Linked DNA regions of Mus musculus: region 2 is linked to region 1. A link is a contact called in public HiChIP or PLAC-seq data. All regions are on one chromosome and are shown on one strand. The core of a region is the stretch at or near the end of the contact, and the rest is flanking DNA. Distances in the headings are between cores, read along the strand shown. Region 1 has its middle 44 kb from the start of Scgb2b26. Region 2 holds the start of Uba2 (ubiquitin-like modifier activating enzyme 2).

What was found. HiChIP or PLAC-seq counts read pairs in DNA pulled down with a chosen protein or histone mark.
Region 2: an H3K4me3 HiChIP or PLAC-seq map of the 230-238 cell line shows a contact between it and region 1, with 30 read pairs. The contact joins the promoter of Uba2 here to the enhancer-like site in region 1. A contact is called at or near these places in 1 of 39 promoter capture datasets (pre-B cells), 1 of 15 datasets of contacts at CTCF or cohesin (large pre-B cells) and 6 of 115 datasets of contacts at active chromatin or transcription factors (the 230-238 cell line, bone marrow-derived macrophages, large pre-B cells and 1 more).

What each region holds. Positions count from the first base shown.
Region 1 is chr7:33,898,026-33,903,919 of GRCm38.p6, forward strand. No RefSeq gene overlaps it. Among named protein-coding and RNA genes, the nearest start is that of Scgb2b26, 44 kb to the right of the region's middle. Within about 2 kb of position 2,521, at least 22 of the 459 cell types and tissues checked have an H3K27ac peak or open chromatin away from gene starts, as enhancers often do. A contact at or near this core is called in the 230-238 cell line, bone marrow-derived macrophages and pro-B cells, where this site is marked.
Region 2 is chr7:34,165,005-34,170,128 of GRCm38.p6, forward strand. Uba2 (ubiquitin-like modifier activating enzyme 2) reads right to left here and starts at 3,525. Exons shown (of 17, transcript NM_016682.2): 1 at 3,369-3,525; 2 at 398-481. The coding sequence starts at 3,506.

The DNA.
Region 1 (5,894 bases), core at 1,271-3,770:
CCTTCATAAGTCTGCCTTAGGCTTTCACCTGTGTTTAGTTCAGCACAACCTTCCTTCAGGTTTTTGCCTGAGTGTAACACCATCCAATACAATTGACTTTCCAAGAACCCTGAAGTTTCTACTTCAAATGGGGCTTGAAGGTGCAAAATGAATTGTGGTGCCAACTTTTCCTTGCCAGGAAGACCCCAAAGGGCCACTGGAAAGGTTTCTGGAACATTACAACACAGTCAAACACTCTTCATCCAGACTCACCTAAGGAATGCCTTGTGTATGCCTGTCGTGTTGTGTCCCATATCACAACTGCTCTCACTCCACTGGATGACTACATGAACTCTGGAAGGTACATCCATGTTTGTTAGAAAGGTAAGGAAGGTAAAAATAGAATGGTATCTTGGGACAAGCCCCACTATTAGACCATAGAAAAGGAAACATCAAAACTGTAGAGTTTTCTCAGTGGGAGAAAAAAAAAAAGATGCTGGTTACTAAGCCTGATGATCTGAGTTGAATCCCAAGACCTATCAGTTGGCCAAGGAGAACCAACTCTGACTCCAATGTTTACACTTATCCCTTCCCCAATCCATTCTCTCTCTCTCTCTCTCTCTCTCTCTCTCTCTCTCTCTCTCTCTCTCTCTCTCTCTCTCTCTCATAAAAGTAGATTATAAAAGGTTTTAGTCTGTGGACTGTTTCCTGGGTATTTTGTACATTTTTGGCCAATATCCACTTATGAGTGAGTATAAACCATGCATGTCCTTTTATGTCTGAGATATCTCACTCAAGTGATAATTTCTAGCTCCATCCATTTGCCCTGTAAAACTCATAATGTCCTCCATCTTAATAGTTGAATGGTATTCCATTGTGTAAATGAATCACATTTTCTATATCTATTCTTCTGTTGTGGGACATCTAACCCAGGCCCCTGAGATCACTCAGATACTGAGCCACCAACCAGGCAGCATACACTAGCTGGTCTAAGGCACCCAACAAGTACATATAAGAGGACTGTCTCATCTGGCCTCAATGATAGAAGACACACCTAACCCTTAAGAGCCTTGAGACCTCAGGGAATGGGGAAGCCTGAAAGGGTGTGGGGATGTGTGGGGTTGGGGACATTCTTTTGGAGATGGGGGAGGAGGATGAGGATGAACTGTTTGGAGGGCAGGATGGGAAGGGAATAATGACTGGACTGTAAAAAAATTAAAGATAATAAAAAATTGATTTTAAACCACAAAGAAGCATCTCACAGCTATGGGTCAGTACTCTCCAGAGATACTGACTTTATCAGTCCTGGGAAACCTTAAGGAGAGGGGACAAGGGAACACATTACACACTGACACCAACAGTGGTTTAAATATGCTTCACCATGGAAATTGTGACTATTAGGAGGCTTAACCTGATTGGAATAAGAGTGGTCTTCTTGGAGGAAATGTTTCACTCTGTAGGTGGGATTTGAAATGTCCTAGCGCTCATCCTCCATCCAGTGCCAAAGAGACCTGCCTCCTGGCTACCTCAAGAAGCCAGTCCACTCCTGGATGTCTTAGAATCAAGATGTAGAAGTCTAAGCTCCTTCTCCAGCACCATGTCTGCCTGCACACTGCCTTACTTCCTACCTTGACATTGAACTCAACCTCTGAAAGAATAAACCAGCCCTAATTAAGTGTTTGCCTATATTAAAATTGACATGATTATGGTATCTTACCACAGCAATAAAACCCTAACTAAGACACACAACAAGAACAATCCTTGATAAAAAGCACTCAGAAGCCAGAGGCAGGTTGATCTCTGAGTTGAGGTCCAACCTGATCTACAGTGTGAGTTCTAGAAAAGCCATGGCTAACCAGAGAAATCCTGTCCTGAAAAACCAAAGAGAAAAGTATGATCCCTGAAGAAAAGGAAGTGCCCGCCCTAGGCAGGAGTATGTAAAGGAATCTGAGGCCACAATACTAAAGTGCTCATGCATCATTTCATAGTAAAGGAGTCTCCTTGTGCCACACCAACTCCAATGGAATCTGTGTAGCAATGAAAGAAAAACTCCTTGAATGGTAACCATTCACTGAGATTTGTGCTCTGTGGAGCTAGGTCTCCTGGAGGTCCCTGGCAGTCTGCCCGTCCCATGTCCCCTTCTGGCATGCTTGGCTGGATGGCAGTTGCTGATACAAAGAATTTTGTGATTTGGAAAGATGTATCTTTAGCTGTTTCAGGAACTGAAAGTACTAGACAGGAAACTGTGCTGGGTGCTTCAACCTCAGTGTCCTCAACCACAGAGCTGGTGTATGTAGCAAAAATAGATGAGAATCTGATTGGAATTGCTCGCAATGTCATCCCACTAGAGATTTTGTCTGAAACAGCACAATTGATTTTGCAGATCTTGCAAAGAGAAAATATGATTTTGGGCGCTGTCATTAATTTAATACAACAATTAGATTTAGGCATTAATAAAATTGTCAGATGTAAAAGAGAAACTATACAGGATGAAGAAATCCAGAATTTATAGGAATTAGGACTAACAGTGAAAGGGGGGGTGATTAGTCAGTTCTTGTGAAGCTGAGTAGAGGATAGTGGGAAGTACCTAGATATCATGGACCTTACAAGTTTAATCCAACAAATGCTCCACTTCCATGGACTGGAATTTATGATAAGAACTTAATCAGATGGATTGTGGAAAATGAGATATTCAGAATTAAGTCTATGGGAAAGAATAAGAAGTAGGGCTCCTTGGTATGCCTTAACAGATGAGCAACAGTGGACCTTGAGGTGGCAGATGTATGTTTTCCTATCATTTGGAGATACTTACTCCTAGATAGCCAGGAGTAGACATATTTGGTAATAAAAGAAATAAGCAAGAAATATTATAAAGTTTAGATTGGGATTGCATGTGCTGTTGAATAAGATCATTAGAGTAGTAAATAAAAGGTTATAAGATTCTTGAGTCAATATGAAAGTTCAGTCTGGCAGCAAAACCACAGGTGGGCGCCAATGGGTGATTTAATTTCCTAGTAAGCTATACTTGTGTTAGGTTTAAAGAGGAACTAAGATATGTGATTTGTCAAGAGAAAATTGTTCCTTCTTGATTGTGTATATAATCTGAACCCTGAGGTAAAGATTTTGCAGCAGCAGCTTCACCATTGAGTGCTTGTCTGTCTGTCATGCCGATCCTATTCCCAACCTGGTTCCAGTCACCTTGGGTTCCTGACCACTTAGGTGGAATTCCCACTGCATAGTCCGCGGCATCCTTGACTCATTCAGAAGCTTCTGCTATGCCTGGCAAAGGTCCACAGCCACATTCTCAATGGCCACATTCTCCACCATGCAAAAGAAAGCATTGTCCCTATAGCCTATCCACTGTAAACCTATACACAATAACTACCATCCTGCTCTCCTGGCTCCCTTCTCCCTAGCTCACCTCACTGGAGACTTGAGGCCAATGACACCTGTCTATTACTCACTCCTGCTCCAAGTGAAGCCTATGCTACCCACAAACAAAGTGTGTGCACAAATAAATGTCATCTCAACTTTGGGCCTAGAAAGAAGGACCCACACACCCTCTCTGGCCAGCAAAGATCTTACCTCCAAAACTTACCTCTTGTGTACACTCACCCAGACATCTTTTGTTCTTAAGGTATCAAGGTTGGTCAAGTTGCTGGAAGCATTTTGGTCACATGTGCTCCACAGCCAAAATCTGCACCATTCCAAATGCCAGCTGATGGCTCTTTCCTTGCAGCTGAATTGAGAAGCAATATTTGAGCTATCCCCAACCTGATTGGAGTTGCTAGATCTTCACTCTACTTTAAAGTATGCATGGTTCCCAATTCCCTCACAATAAAAACTCAGTTCCTCATTTGCATTCTGGACCTGAGTCTTGTATCCTGCCTGACTGGACCTGTAAAACATGAGACACAATGCAGTCTTGCCTCTAGGCACTTGTGTATGCCCAGTGTTTTTAACACCTCCTACAGAACATTTTATCAATGGGGTAAATCCACATAACACCTGGTCTGGACTCCAGACTCCAGAATCCACAGGGGAGTTGTGAAGCCCCAGCATACAATTTAGTAGTCAGATGAATGGAACATACATATGGGAATAGCTGATAAAACACCTGCTCATCAATGCATTGTTCTTACATGGTTCTATAGCCATGGAAACCTGTGAAAAGATCATTACTTTAAGTAGAGGACATCATGGTGGAGATCTGAACTTATGCAACCCTATCATTGGACTGGACAAGGTAGCTCTCACACGAATAATTTTTTATTATGAAAATTTAATATCTGAGAGAAAGAAGTCAGAGTTCCAGTAACTCACTGAGGAGTCATGCCAAGGATTTTTTAGATTATTTTATGTGTGTGTGTGTATGTGTGTGTGTGTGTGTGTGTGTGTTGCATTTATATATGTCTGTGAACCATATGTGTGCAGTGATCATGGCAGCCAGAAGAGAGTGCTGGATTTCCTTCATATGTGAGCAGTCATGTGCATGCTGGGAACTGAACCGTTCTCTCGAAATGCAGTCACTGTTCTTAACCACTGAGCCATCTCTCCTGTCACTGGGTTTCATTTTAATTTACTTTTTAGATTTATAAATACTTCTTTACAGATTAACTAGACACTTTCTATTGTGGTTGGTTCTGTCCACTGTGTACTCAGATGCTGAGTTCTGTGCCGAATACCAGCAAAGTATTGATCAATGTTCTTTAAAGAAAGCTCTCCAATAATCTTTGATTGGTTGATAAAAGACTAGGGCCTGTGCCTGGGCGGGAGAGAAAGGAAGACAGAACTTGAGATTGAGAAGGGCAGTCTCAGGTAGGGACCACAGAAGAGGCAGAAGAAGAAGAAGGTTGCTATGAATCAGGATGGACCATGTGCACATGGCTAAGAGAAACTTACCCTGAGGACACACAAGGAAGAGAGTAAGCTGGGCAAGACTCAAACAACAAGTAATTCGGGACCTATGGCTGTGATGTAGATTAGAGTAGCTCAGAACCTGCACAGTCTAGGCTGGCAGTGGTTTAATAAAAGTACCAGATTACTGTGTCTTTTATTCAGGGGATATAAAGGCTAATGTGGAGCAGAATACCCCTATAAATATACTTCAAAAGCTTTTGATTAAGCAAACTATGGAAACTCAGTAACTGCAACAAGTGAACACCAGGTGGTGATATGCATCAATTTTCCACAGAGTCCTGCTTTGCTGAGTATTTGAATGCCCTTCTCAGGGTCTTTCTCAAACTAACTGGAATCTTTCATTGTAGATATCAATCCACAGGTCACTTTCCCTACTATATCTTTGTAAACTCTTAAGCATTCTATCCAAAATATTTATCATCTTTAGAGTATTCTTCATCTATTTCAGCCCAGACTGGGTGCTCAGGGATAGGTTACTAGTGCTATGACAAACTGGATTATTTGGTCAATCTTGCCAGATGGCCTCCAGGTCTAAGCACTAATTACTGGCAGATAGACAAGTCTCTTCTCCTCGACGTTAATGCCATAGCATTTCATTGCTGTGAAGAGACAGTATGACCAAGACAACTCTTATAAAAGAAAGCATTTTACTGGGGAATCTTACAATTTCAGAAGTATCATCACAGTTTGAAATATGGCAGTGTGCAAGCAGACGTGGTGATGAAAAAGCCCAGAGTTCTACACTATGATCTGAAGACAGTCAGGAGCAGACTGTCATCCAGAATGGGTGGAGCTTAAGCATAAACCTCAAAGCCCACTCCTACAGTGACAATGTCCACTAACAAGGCCACACCTACTCCAAAGGGTAACACCTTCTAGGAGCACCACTCACTCCCTATGGACCAAGCATTCAAATGCATGCAGCTATGGTGATCAAACCTACTCAAATTACCACAGTTAGGGTGACAAAACTCTGTTATCAAAGTGATCTGGGT
Region 2 (5,124 bases), core at 2,275-4,774, 270 kb after region 1:
AAATATTCAAAATAGTATCTTTTCTCCCTGGGATGTAAAGGAACAAACTTAAATATGAAGAGGATATGAAAGACATCCCAATTTGTTCCTTCCAGATAGCCAGTGACCTGAGTCACTCCCTTATTCTTTTCACTCTTTGGGATTCAAGAGGTAGGCTTGTGTGGTGAAGGTTCAGGGGCCTGGTCAATCCCCAGAACCCAAAGGGTGGGAGGAGAGGGTGAGACCAGTTGTCCCCAGACTTCCATTCCCATGCAAATGATGTGCACAAGTGCCCCATAATAAGTAAATGAAATGTTAATCATAGAAATAAAAATAAAAAGAGCTAGCCTCACCCACTCTCTCCCTCTGTTAAGTGAAACCTTGGTCAAGTGTCCTAACTGCAGTATGGGGAAGTTACCTGAGCCTTTGATCTTCCCACATGTTTCTTTTGAAACAAGAACTGCCTGTTGAGGTTGCTGACATCGATAGTGTCCAGATCAATCTACAAATAAAGAAAGGGAGGTAAATCCCAATTTCTGAGCAACACCGCTGTCTTCACTGTGCTTAACCCAGAGCTTACCTGCAGCCAGTGCTTTCCTGGACAACTCACACCCAATTGTTGACCAGATAACAACTGCATTTAAACATTACGGGAAGAACAGCACTTAAGTCAAAGGTAACCTCAAAAATGCATTAAGGATGGCTAATTTTTTTTTGTTTATTTAACCATGATCAATGCAAATATTTCAGGGAATTCCTTAGATATCATAAAAGATTTGATTAAAAATATAAAAAGCCGGGTGTGGTGGCGCACGCCTTTTGATCCCAGCACTCGGGAGGCAGGGGCAGGCAGATTTCTGAGTTCGAGGCCAGCCTGGTCTACAGAGTGAATTCCAGGACAGCCAGGGCTACACAGAGAAACCCTGTCTCGAAAAAAAACCAAAAAATAAAAAATAAAAAAATAAAATAAAATAAAATTTTCTGGGTGGGCAAGGTGGTGCAATCAGTTACCTGTTAGCTGAAGGTCAGCCTGGTCTCCATAATGAGTTCCAGACCAACCAGGGCTACAAACAGAGACTCTGCCTCAAAATTCAGTAAATAAGTAGTTTTCTAGGCCAAGGAGATTGAAGGCAGTAAAGTGGCTGCCCTGGGGCTGGAGACATGGCTCAGCAGTTACTAGCACTGGCTGCTCTTCCAGAGGTCCTGAGTTCAATTCCCAGCAACCACATGGTGGCTCACAACCATCCATAATTGGGTCTGATGCCCTCTTCTGGCGTGTCTGAAGACAGCTAAAGTGTACTCACTGTACTCACATATATTAAATAAATAAATCTTAAAAAAAAAAAAAGCGGCTGCACTGCCAGCTACAAGGAGCAGAGTTTGATACTTCAAAAGCCACGTTAAAACAAGCTGGGCACAGTGGCAAGCCTTTGCAATTCCAGAGCCAGGGCAGTGGGGCTAGGAGGAATTCCTGGACTCACTAGCCAGTTAGCCTAGTACATCTGCAGAGTTCCAGGGTAGAAAGAGACCCTGCCTCAGTAACTGCTCGACAATGCCCAGGGAGAACGAACCTTGAAGTTGTCCTCTGGCCTCCACACACAAAAAACACCCATCTGTCTGATAATTTCTGATTTCCCGTGCCATGTCATTTCTCATTAAGCAATATGGAGCATGTTAGTTACTTTCATTCTTTCTTTTTTTTTGAGATGGTTTCTCTGTGTAACAGCCTCAGATCCCCTGGAACTCTCTTTGTAGACCAGGCTGGCCTGGAACATACAGAATACAGAGGTCAGTCTGCCTCTGCCTCCTAGTGCTGGAATTAAAGATGTAAGCCACCACACTCACGTTAATTCCTTATCTACACATTCACTCAGGATTACTTGAGGGCTGTTGAAGAAAATGCCCTATGTATGGTAAAATAAATAAGTAAAGTAAAATCTAGTCTAGGAGCCGTCGTAGATGGCTAAACAGTTAAGAGTGCTGGCTGCTCTTGCATAGGACCAGGGGTTCAATTTTCAGGCTCAACATGGTGAGTCACAGCCATTGCTAACACCAGCTCCAGGGATCCAACGCCCCCTTCTGGCCTCTGGGGGCACCAGGCACAGACACAATGCAGGCAAATGGCCCATACACGTAAAATAAAGGAAAAAGTTTAAAGTAAAATTAAATTTTAATCTAATTGCTACTTTAAAGGGGAAAAGAATTAACATCATTTACATTCTATTTCAACAAACTTACATAAGCAACAAAATGTTCTCATCATCAAACATTCTAAAGTTTAGAGTAGTATGGGAAAATTATGGAACATAATCATTGAAATATTCATTTGTACTTCAAAGTTCACTATAAAAATTTAACCAAAGAAAATTAAAACAGAGAACAAGCATTTACTTTTTCAATTCACTCCTGTCTATTGAAAAATCTACTCTTAAAATAGCATCAAGCGTCACTAGCATATTATGGATTATACTATTTTCTATGGACCAAAACTGGGTGTGAAGCCTGACCAATGAAGAATGTTTCCCTCCAATTCTGCCTCAGCTGAAACCCTGACACCTGCAATTTCATCCCGTGTTTCTGTTAAACCTTAAGGCATCTTCAATTCACATCCAAGGTTCATATAATATCTCCAACACATTCACAAATTACAGGGGTTTCCTGTCATTGCACATTACGCTAACGCAAAACTTAAGAATCCTGACAACCAAAAAAAAAAATTTTTTTTTAATTTCTTGGGTAAGATGTTGCTACGTAGCCCAAGCGGACCTCAAACTTCCAGTTCTACAGTCTCTCGATGCACGGATTACAGTCTGTCACCCAATCCTGCAAACCCCAGGGAGTATCTATAATGACATAAACACGGATCTGCACGATGCCCAGACCAGAGGAGCGCGAGCCCCAAGGAGTCTAACCAGCCACTTACGGCGTGCCCCCAGGGTAAGTTACTCAACCTCATAGCGTCTCACTTTCCTCATCTGTTAAAAATAAAACGGGATGCAGACAGCACTTGCAACCTGAGGGCCGGTGGCAGACTCGGGAATGAATGCACGTGTGCACGCCCGGCGTGCTGTGGCTGGTGGCTGCAAACCGCTCGGCCGCGGGATCGTTATTTTAAGTTGGAGAATATTTGAATTAAAGTCACAGCATCTACAGGGTCTCTTCTTGCATCCCAGTGTAACTGGGGAAACTGCCTCGGGAGGCGGCGCGCGCAGGCCCAGGGAGCCGAGGGCCGCGAACAGGAGGTCCGGAGAGCCGGAGTCCCGCGTCCCACCAACCCGCTTCCCGCACGGTGATCCTAACCCCAGGCCTCTCGGGCCGCGCCGCCCTGACTCCCGCCCGGAACCGGGCCCCGCAGGCAGACCGCCATTCACCCGGAGCCCGGGCCTCACCAGGTCGATGTGGGAGAAGCCAGTGAGCACCAGGTTCTTGAGCAGCTCACAGCCGATCCCACCCGCGCCAACCACCAGCACCCGGCCGCCGGACACCGCCTCGGCCAGCTCCCGGGGCAACCCCCGCGACAGTGCCATGGCGGGACGTCTACGAGCCGCCTCACAGTCGGAGGCGGGAGAACCAGAGCGGCAGCCGGAAGTCGGTGGGGGAAGGGCAGCGCAGCTTCCGCTCCTGCGCAGTGCGGCCGCCATCCCGCCCCGGGATGGGCTCAGGCGACACCCTGAGTCCTGGGATTACTTCTCACACAATTCCAGAGGAACACAAACCAGCTCTCAGCCTGAGATGCCTAGGGTCACCTTCTAAAGACCTCGGTTTGAATTCCCAACAAAAGCTCTTTATTTAAAGGTTAAAAAAGCTATGACCCGGCCGGGAAGTGGTGGCACACGAGGAGGATTTCTGAGTTCGAGGCCAGCATGGTCTACAGAGTGAGTTCCAGGACAGCCAGGGCTACACAGAGAAGAAACCCTGTCTCGAAAAAACAAAAGAAAGAAAGAAAAAAAAGCAGGAAACACATATTAAACGACATACAACATAGCCACATTTATCAATATACTCCATGAGCTGGACCGATGGCCCAGAGGTTAAGCGCACATACTGCTACTGCAGAGGACCTGAGTTCAGCTGTCAGCATTCATATTAGGCAGCTCAACACTACCTGTAACTCCACCTACTAGGGATCTAACACACTCTTCTGGCCTCAGCAGGAAAACAGACACACATACTGCTTACATCCTCACAAATACATTCTCATACACATAACAAAAAATAACAATAAACCTTACAACTATATTCCAATATTAAAATTTTCAGCAATGCAAAAACTGCTATTATTTTTGCACCCACCAAATTGATGAAATATACTGTGGCTTTTGTCAACCACTCATGACTGCTAACGCTCTTGCTTCTGTTGACCATTGTTTGTCAATCATTCATGGCTGGTAACACTCTGAGGATAAGCCATGGAGCTAGAATGCCTCAGATGGAAATCAGGTCACAGAAACACTAATTTTCCTCTACTTTTCTGTCTTGGAACTGACTGTAAAGAAGTTCTCTGATTCACGCTGACTCCGGTACAGTCAGCATCAGTTATGAGACTGTTTCCTGTGTGTCTGCCACATGTACACACACTACATGTGGAGGCTAGTGTGCCCTTCCCCCCAGCCTTGAGCTGGCTGAATCAGACCGGTTTCTGCCACAGTAGGCTAGCCCACCCAGGGTGGAGTCTTCTGACCTAGGTGAAGTCTTTTGTCTGCCACATCTGCAGCTTCCTGCAAGAAGCTACCTGCAGAACAGCTGAGCTTGCTTTCCTGAGGTGATCCTGACAAAGTGGGGGATGGGTCTCCCCCCTTTAAATTTAAGACTATATTGAGCCTTGTTCAGAGAACTTTGCCTTGGCTTGTTATTTCTCTAGTCATCCTTCCCATCCATCCCCAGCTTTCCTTTCAGGAACCCAGTAACCCATGGCCACTGGCAGCTGCAGGCTAGAGGAGAATTCTGGGTATCATACTCTATCACTTTCCACCTAGGGTTTTGTTTGTTTGTTTGTTTTCATCGAGACAGGGTTTCTCTGTATAGTCCTGGCTGTCCTGGAACTCACTTTGTAGACCAGGCTGGCCTCAAACTCAGAAATCCGCCTGTCTCTGCCTCCCAAGTGCTGGGATTAAAGGCATGCACCACCACCGCCCAACAGTTTTG